Linked DNA regions of Zea mays: region 1 is linked to region 2. A link is a contact called in public Hi-C data. All regions are on one chromosome and are shown on one strand. Each heading gives the region's core, a stretch centred on a gene start, on an enhancer-like site or on the middle of the called end of the contact. The rest is flanking DNA. Distances are from core to core; before and after follow the strand shown.

Region 1 (3,224 bases), core at 317-2,816, 110 kb before region 2:
ACACACATTCGTTGGCGAGAAACAACTAGAAGCTAGCGGACACCAACCTCGTTGATCGGTCGGAAAAAAGGAACCAAATCCAAGGATTAGGGTCCGTTTAGTTTGCTTTGGTTACTTTAGTTCAGGAACTAAAGTTTAGTTAGGAGACTAAAATTTAGTACGTTTTTTAGTTACACTGTTTGATAATTTAAAGAGTAAATAAGACTAAAATAGAAGAAATAATCTTTAGTCCCTTTTCAAACCAAACGAAACCTTCATCATATGCCGGCTATATATGACTAAACGGGTCGGCCCGGCCCGACCCAGCACGGCCCGTGGTGGGCATGACCCGTTTTAGGCACGACCCACGAGGCTCGGCTAGTGAATCGGATCGTACCGGACGGGCTCACGTGCCGCTGTAGTGGCTCAGGCACGGCCCGTCGGCCTGGTAGTCGTGTCGGGCCGGCCCGGTAGCACGCTGACCCATCTGAGTATATTGTATAATTTAGCAAAAATATGTAGCTAAGGGGCTCGAACATGCACCCACGTGCATGAGAGACTTAAACACACCCACCTAACCATACGGCTATAATTTTATCGTGTTATATGTTGAATTATTATACTTAATATATTTAAACTATTAATTTTAAAATAAAAATATAACCGTGTCGTGCCCATGCCAACACTACGGGTCGAAATGCCAGCCCGGACACGGCACAATAGTCGTGTCGTGCGAGGCACTAATACTATGCTAGCTAGGTCCGGTCGTGTCTGGATCGTGCTTTTTCGTGTCATGTGACCTGACCCATCGTATTAATGCCAAATGATCATCTATAATGCCGGTCGAGCCCACTCGATTCGATTGGGAGGTCAATGCAATAATACATGCAATCTCCAGCCATCGTGCGGGCAAGCACCAGCAGCCATCATTCATCGATCGCGCGCAGCAGGTCAACTGACGACGCGGCTCGCCAGCCAGCCAGCGTTCCCCCACTCGCCGGGATCTCGATCCCACCACAACCCCCACTCTCCGCCCGCGTGGCCCACGGTCCACAGGAGGACGACGACCCCCGGGCCTGCACGGCGCGCGCCATGTCCTCTCCGGCTCCGATCCATCCATCCACAGCCACCCATCCTCGCCCGTCCATGTCCGTCCGACGAGCAAATGGCAAATGCCACACCGTAGCAGGGCATCGATAAGGCTACCTTTCCTTCGTCCTCACCGTCACGGCGTCGCGGCCACACCACCACCACCGGTACCACCACCACCAAGACTGGCTCGCGCGCACGACACGCTAGCCCGACGCGACCGCACGGCACTGTGGTGACCCCGCCCGGCCGTCAGTTCAGATGCAGCGGATGAAACGAAGGTTTTAGTGCGATCTCTCTCACCCAGCCGGAGATGAGGCCTGAAAGAGGGGCAAGGAACACCGGCTTTCCTTTCCGTTGCAACACAAAGGACGTACTGGTACGTGCACTCGCACCCCCGGCCACTAGCTAGCCAGGCATTACCGCACTTAACTAGCGGCGGGTCCCTCGGTCGGCCGGCTCCCTATAAAAATTAACCACCACGAGTGCCACGAAACACCTCGCACCACACCGGGCGCTCTAGTGCGAACGCTGTGCTTGGGCCTGCACTGCACCGGTCGCGCGCGGCCTGCGACTGCGAGCCGAGGAATCCAAGAAGCCGGGCCGGCCGGAGTGTCGATCGTTGTTTCCGCCGGTTGCGAGATCGGAGCCAGCAAGGACAGGTCGTCGTGGGACTAGCCATGCTGCACGCCGAGGAGAAGAAGGGGAAGGTGAAGAGAGGGTGGCTGGCGGTGCGCGTCGGGGCGGCGGAGGGCGACGGCGGCTCCCAGCGGTTCGTCATCCCCATCGCGCACCTGTACCACCCGCTGTTCCGCCGCCTGCTGGAGGCCGCGCGCGACGCCTACGGCTACGACTACTCCGCGGGCCCGCTGCGCCTGCCCTGCTCCGCCGACGAGTTCCTCCGCCTGCGCGCGCTGGTCGAGCGGGAGACGCCGCCGCACGCGGCGCCAGCGCCCGCGTCCTCGCACCGCGTGCACGAAGGCGGACACTACTCTACCCTCTCCCCGTGCACCCGCGCCAAGGTCACCTCGTGATCGATCACGGCCGGCCGGCTGGCCGACCTGCATGATCGGCTCGTCGAACTCGGCTTTCCTACGCGCGCGCGCGGCGACCGCGAAGAAGTTTCCCATGTCTGGTGGTGGTGTACTGGTATGTAGTGTAGAGATTAGTTAGCCCGGCCGTGCATGCATGGGGGTGGGTGCTTCCTCTTTGATCTCCAGTTTTGGCTGTTTGGTCTTCTCTTTTTCTGCGTTTGGTTGTGCAGGCGCATGTGCTGTGTACTAAAGAATTAACAGATGGATCAGCGTATGATTACTACCGTAGCTGAGTTAACACTCAATGCATACAGTTGCAGTTCATCATCAGTCCTGGCCACTTGGAAATCCAGCAGCTACCTGCAGGTTCTAGAAAGACAGCTGTCGGAGAGCAAATCTCCGGCCGGGTGGCGGAGTGCACCCGCCCTAAATCCTAAGATGAGGAGGGGCTTAAGCGTTTTGCTTGTTAGTTGGAAAATTGGGAAGAAACACTAGAGCACACAAGGAATTAGAGTGGTTCGGGCCGCCGGAGCGTAACACCCTACTCCAATGTGTGATGTATTGCTTGAGAGCTTGTATGAACTTGTGAGTGTCTGAGTGAGCCTGAAAGATTGAGCCTGTGTATAACGTTGCATGACTCCCCTTTTATAGTTGAAGGGCGGCATGCACAAAGGTACTGAGCCCCGACATGTGGGCCCAGAGACATAAAGAATATAGCGCTTGAAGCCATAAATGTTTGTTGCTGGGGCAATCTTCTTGTGCCCTGACGCCCGAGATCTCCGTATCCTCGGCGTGCAAGGGAAACTTCTTGTAGAAGGGATGATGAATACTGTGCGCCGCTTGACATGAGTGCACTGTTCACCAACAGACTGGTCAGGCGCGCCGTCTGCTGGGTGACCCTGACGCCATCTGCCGACAGATTGGACAAGACGCATTAAATGCTGCGAGGGCGCATCACCCGTCAGCGTAGTGGCAGGCGGCGCGTCCTCTCCGCAATAAATGCAAAGACTGCACAGCTGTATGGGCCTTACGTCAGGCTCGACCCGTTGGCTTATGTCACGGGCCACAAGCCACGCGGCCGCGGCGGGTTTTCGCCTGAGCGGGGAGCGCAGGGCAAGGTCT
Region 2 (3,171 bases), core at 307-2,806:
ACACGCAGGTGCGAATAGTGATGACGGTGTGTGAGCATAGTGGGTACGACTAGGACTGGGCGTTCGGGTTTACCCGAAAATTCGGGTCGGGCTTTTCGGGTTTTTTAAATTTCGGGTTTTCAACAGTTGAACCCGTACTCGTACCCGAAATTTCGGGTACCCGCAATTTCGGGTACCCACAAATTCGGGTTTGGGTTTGTGTAAAATTCGGGTACCCGTTATTGCCTTTGACAAAATCACAAACTCAAATCACAAACTCAAATCACACTTGGTTGTTGCCTGTTGGTCCACTCGGGCAATGCATGTGCGTGGCGGGCGCCTGGACGTTGGCCTGGACGGCGCCTTGGTGAGGCCGCGGCGCCTGGACGCTAGCGTCGCGTTGAGCGCTGGTGGCTGGCGTGCGACCGGCTGGACAGGTTGCAGTTGTAGCCTAGGCGATGGCCAATGGGGGGCGTGCCGCAGCCGCCGCTGGTGCCGCGCCAGGAACAGCCGCCGCTGGAACAGCCGCCGCTGGAACAGCCGCCGCTGGTGCCGCGCCAGGGACTCAGGACAGCCGGACAAGGAAGACAGGACTCAGGAGTTAGGGTTGGCTGGATTGGGAGGTTTCGATTTCGTAGTAGGCTGCCAACTGGGCCGTGGGCTGTGGAGCTTGCGCTCGGCCTGGCGCCTGGCGGCCTTCTAGTAGAATGGATATCGGGTAGAATGGGTACTTCGGGTACCGCGGGTTAGTACCCGATTAGGCCCGAACTTAGTTCGGGTATCCAGTTTCATTACCCGCTGGAGCTATTTGGGTAACGGGCTTCGGGCTAAACGGGTATGGGTTCGGGTATTTCGGGTATAGGGCTTCGGGCTCGGGTTTTATGCCCAGGCCTAGGTACGACGGGTGACGACTGGTGGCGGCGCACGAGCGCGACTGGCGATGGAGTGGCAACACGCAGTAGTAACGGGCGCGCCGACGCGGCTTGCGGCGGTGGCATGCAATTGCAAATCAATCTGACTGTAAGGATTCAATATACAACATACATCTGACCGTAAAAATTCAATTTATATCATACATCTGATCGCAAGACTTTAATTTAGATTGAACATATGAGTTTAGAATTGATTAAGTATGCATGCGGAGATAAACCCTTTAGCATAGAATGGTTCGGTAAGGACGGTGACTTGCCGACTTAGTGGAGGGTTGGTATAGATTAGATTCATAACAATATTGAGGTAGAGAAGTGTTGATAACATGTTCTATAATGTTATTACAGATTTCTGAATTTGAGGTCTAAGATCTTACGTCGATAACGAGAGAAGACTTATTTCTTGTTTATCTTCCTGCGGCAACGTACGCAGAGACAGGAGACAATTGGACGGGATCTATGCCTCTCTAGACGTGCTTCAGTGATTCATTCCATGGTCGACGAGGAGCTCTGGACTCTGGTGGTTTGTCTCCGGATGTTCGGCACTTCACACTTCGGAGCAGCGACACGTGGCAACTCAGAGCTAGAGATGGGAATGGAATGGGATGGGAAAGAAACTCTGGACTGAAAGGATGAAGATGTGAACTGGAGGCCCACGGGCTCGTTTTCTTTATGAACCAAATTTCACTACGATCCAGATAGGTCGTTCAGGACACTGGATTAGGGCCCCCTGTTTCTCTTTCACTGCTTCCGCAAAAGCTAGGGCGCGATCTGACAGCATCAGGCCGTGGCATCTAATTAAAAATTGGGCTTTGCTTTGGGTTGGTAGTCAGCACATAGCCACATGGGTTAATTTAAGCTTGCGTGAGGTGTCTGCGTAGCTGGTCCAGCGTGTCCTAGCCTAGAAAGACTAATTAATACATGTCCTTTTGACTTGAGCATCCGATTCCTTTTTTTTAAATGTGATAGATTTTCTTATATAGGGTTCATTATCAACTTCGTTCATCGTATTGTATTTCCTACGATGGGGTCAATAAAACAAGATCCGTGATACAAAATACTTCGGAGAATTTTTATGTGCCAGCAACTTGTGCATTAGATATATAGCTATTGTATGGGTGAACCTACAAACAAGTTATATAGATGACCGTTATAGAAAATACTTTACTCTTAATATTGTTGTTTATGATGTTTAACACCAAGGTTTGCCGAAACACGAGTCATATAAGTTTGTGCGTGCTTCAGGGGTATGTTTGGTTTGGCTTTTGAGTTTGGTTTTCTCCGTAAAAGTCAAAGTCTAAATCAAAGGGCTAGATTCAAAAAGCAGTTTTTTCTTCTTCTAAAAACCGACTTTCTCGTAGTGCAAAACTGAAAGCACTACTGGACCTGCTTTTAGTGGCTTTCGGATGGAACTGTGAAAACGTATATCGAAGAACTTTTAACGGATTTTAGTGGTTTCCACCAAACGGTTTTTAGCTTTTTAACAGCTCACAGACCACGACAGTTTTTTCCACACCTCACAGCTCACAACAACTTTTATCAAAGCCACAACACAACCAAACACACCCTGATAAGTAATAGCTCTTGCTGACGTAAGCAGCGTCATGACAAGCACCTCAATGTTGTGCAGAAAAAGCAAATACGAATCCTCAAGATAAGGAAATAAAATTGCATGGACTCTGAGTTAAGACCTAGGCGTGCAGTTACTCCACTACATGCTCATAGTTGTGACTTGTGAGAGTAAAGGAGTGTTTAAATGCACTAAGATAACAGTTAGTGGCTAAAATTAGTTGAGACATCCAAACACCTTAGCTAATAGTTGAGCTATTAGCTATTTTTGTTAAATTAGTTAATAGTTAGACATTTATTAACTAGCTAATTTCATTATCAATTTTTAGCCAACTAACTATTAGTTCTAGTACATTCAAACACCCCCTAAGGTTGTTTGCTTTGTAGGATGATATAATACAGCTTATAAATTATATAAGCACCTAATGACCTACTTTGAATTATCGTAATTTAGGTATTTAGGTTATATAATCCCTCTAATAATTTGTATTGTTTGTTTGCTCCTTAACTTATTTAAGTTGGATTATATAATCTTAAAAGCAAACAAACAGGGCCTAAGTATAATAAAAAGTTATGGATTGTTAAATACTAAGATAAACAAAAACAAAAGGATGAGAGCCGAAGGAAGCGTATATGGGAATCGTTGACCCAAGTCCACCAAATTTCATTCACAGCACAAGATGCTTTTTGTTGA

The links. A called contact is a pair of places that touch in the nucleus more often than the background predicts.
Region 1: a Hi-C map of tassel shows a contact between it and region 2, with 3 times the contacts expected there. The contact joins the promoter of LOC100280867 here to the enhancer-like site in region 2. A contact is called at or near these places in 2 of 25 Hi-C or Micro-C datasets (ear and tassel).

Annotation. Positions count from the first base shown.
Region 1 is chr4:183,220,738-183,223,961 of Zm-B73-REFERENCE-NAM-5.0, reverse strand. LOC100280867 reads left to right here and starts at 1,566. Exons shown (of 1, transcript NM_001153787.1): 1 at 1,566-2,386. The coding sequence starts at 1,749. The coding sequence ends at 2,102.
Region 2 is chr4:183,109,241-183,112,411 of Zm-B73-REFERENCE-NAM-5.0, reverse strand. No RefSeq gene overlaps it. Among protein-coding and RNA genes, the nearest start is that of LOC100280385, 23 kb to the left of the region's middle. Within about 2 kb of position 1,556, at least 18 of the 20 cell types and tissues checked have an H3K27ac peak or open chromatin away from gene starts, as enhancers often do. A contact at or near this core is called in ear and tassel, where this site is marked.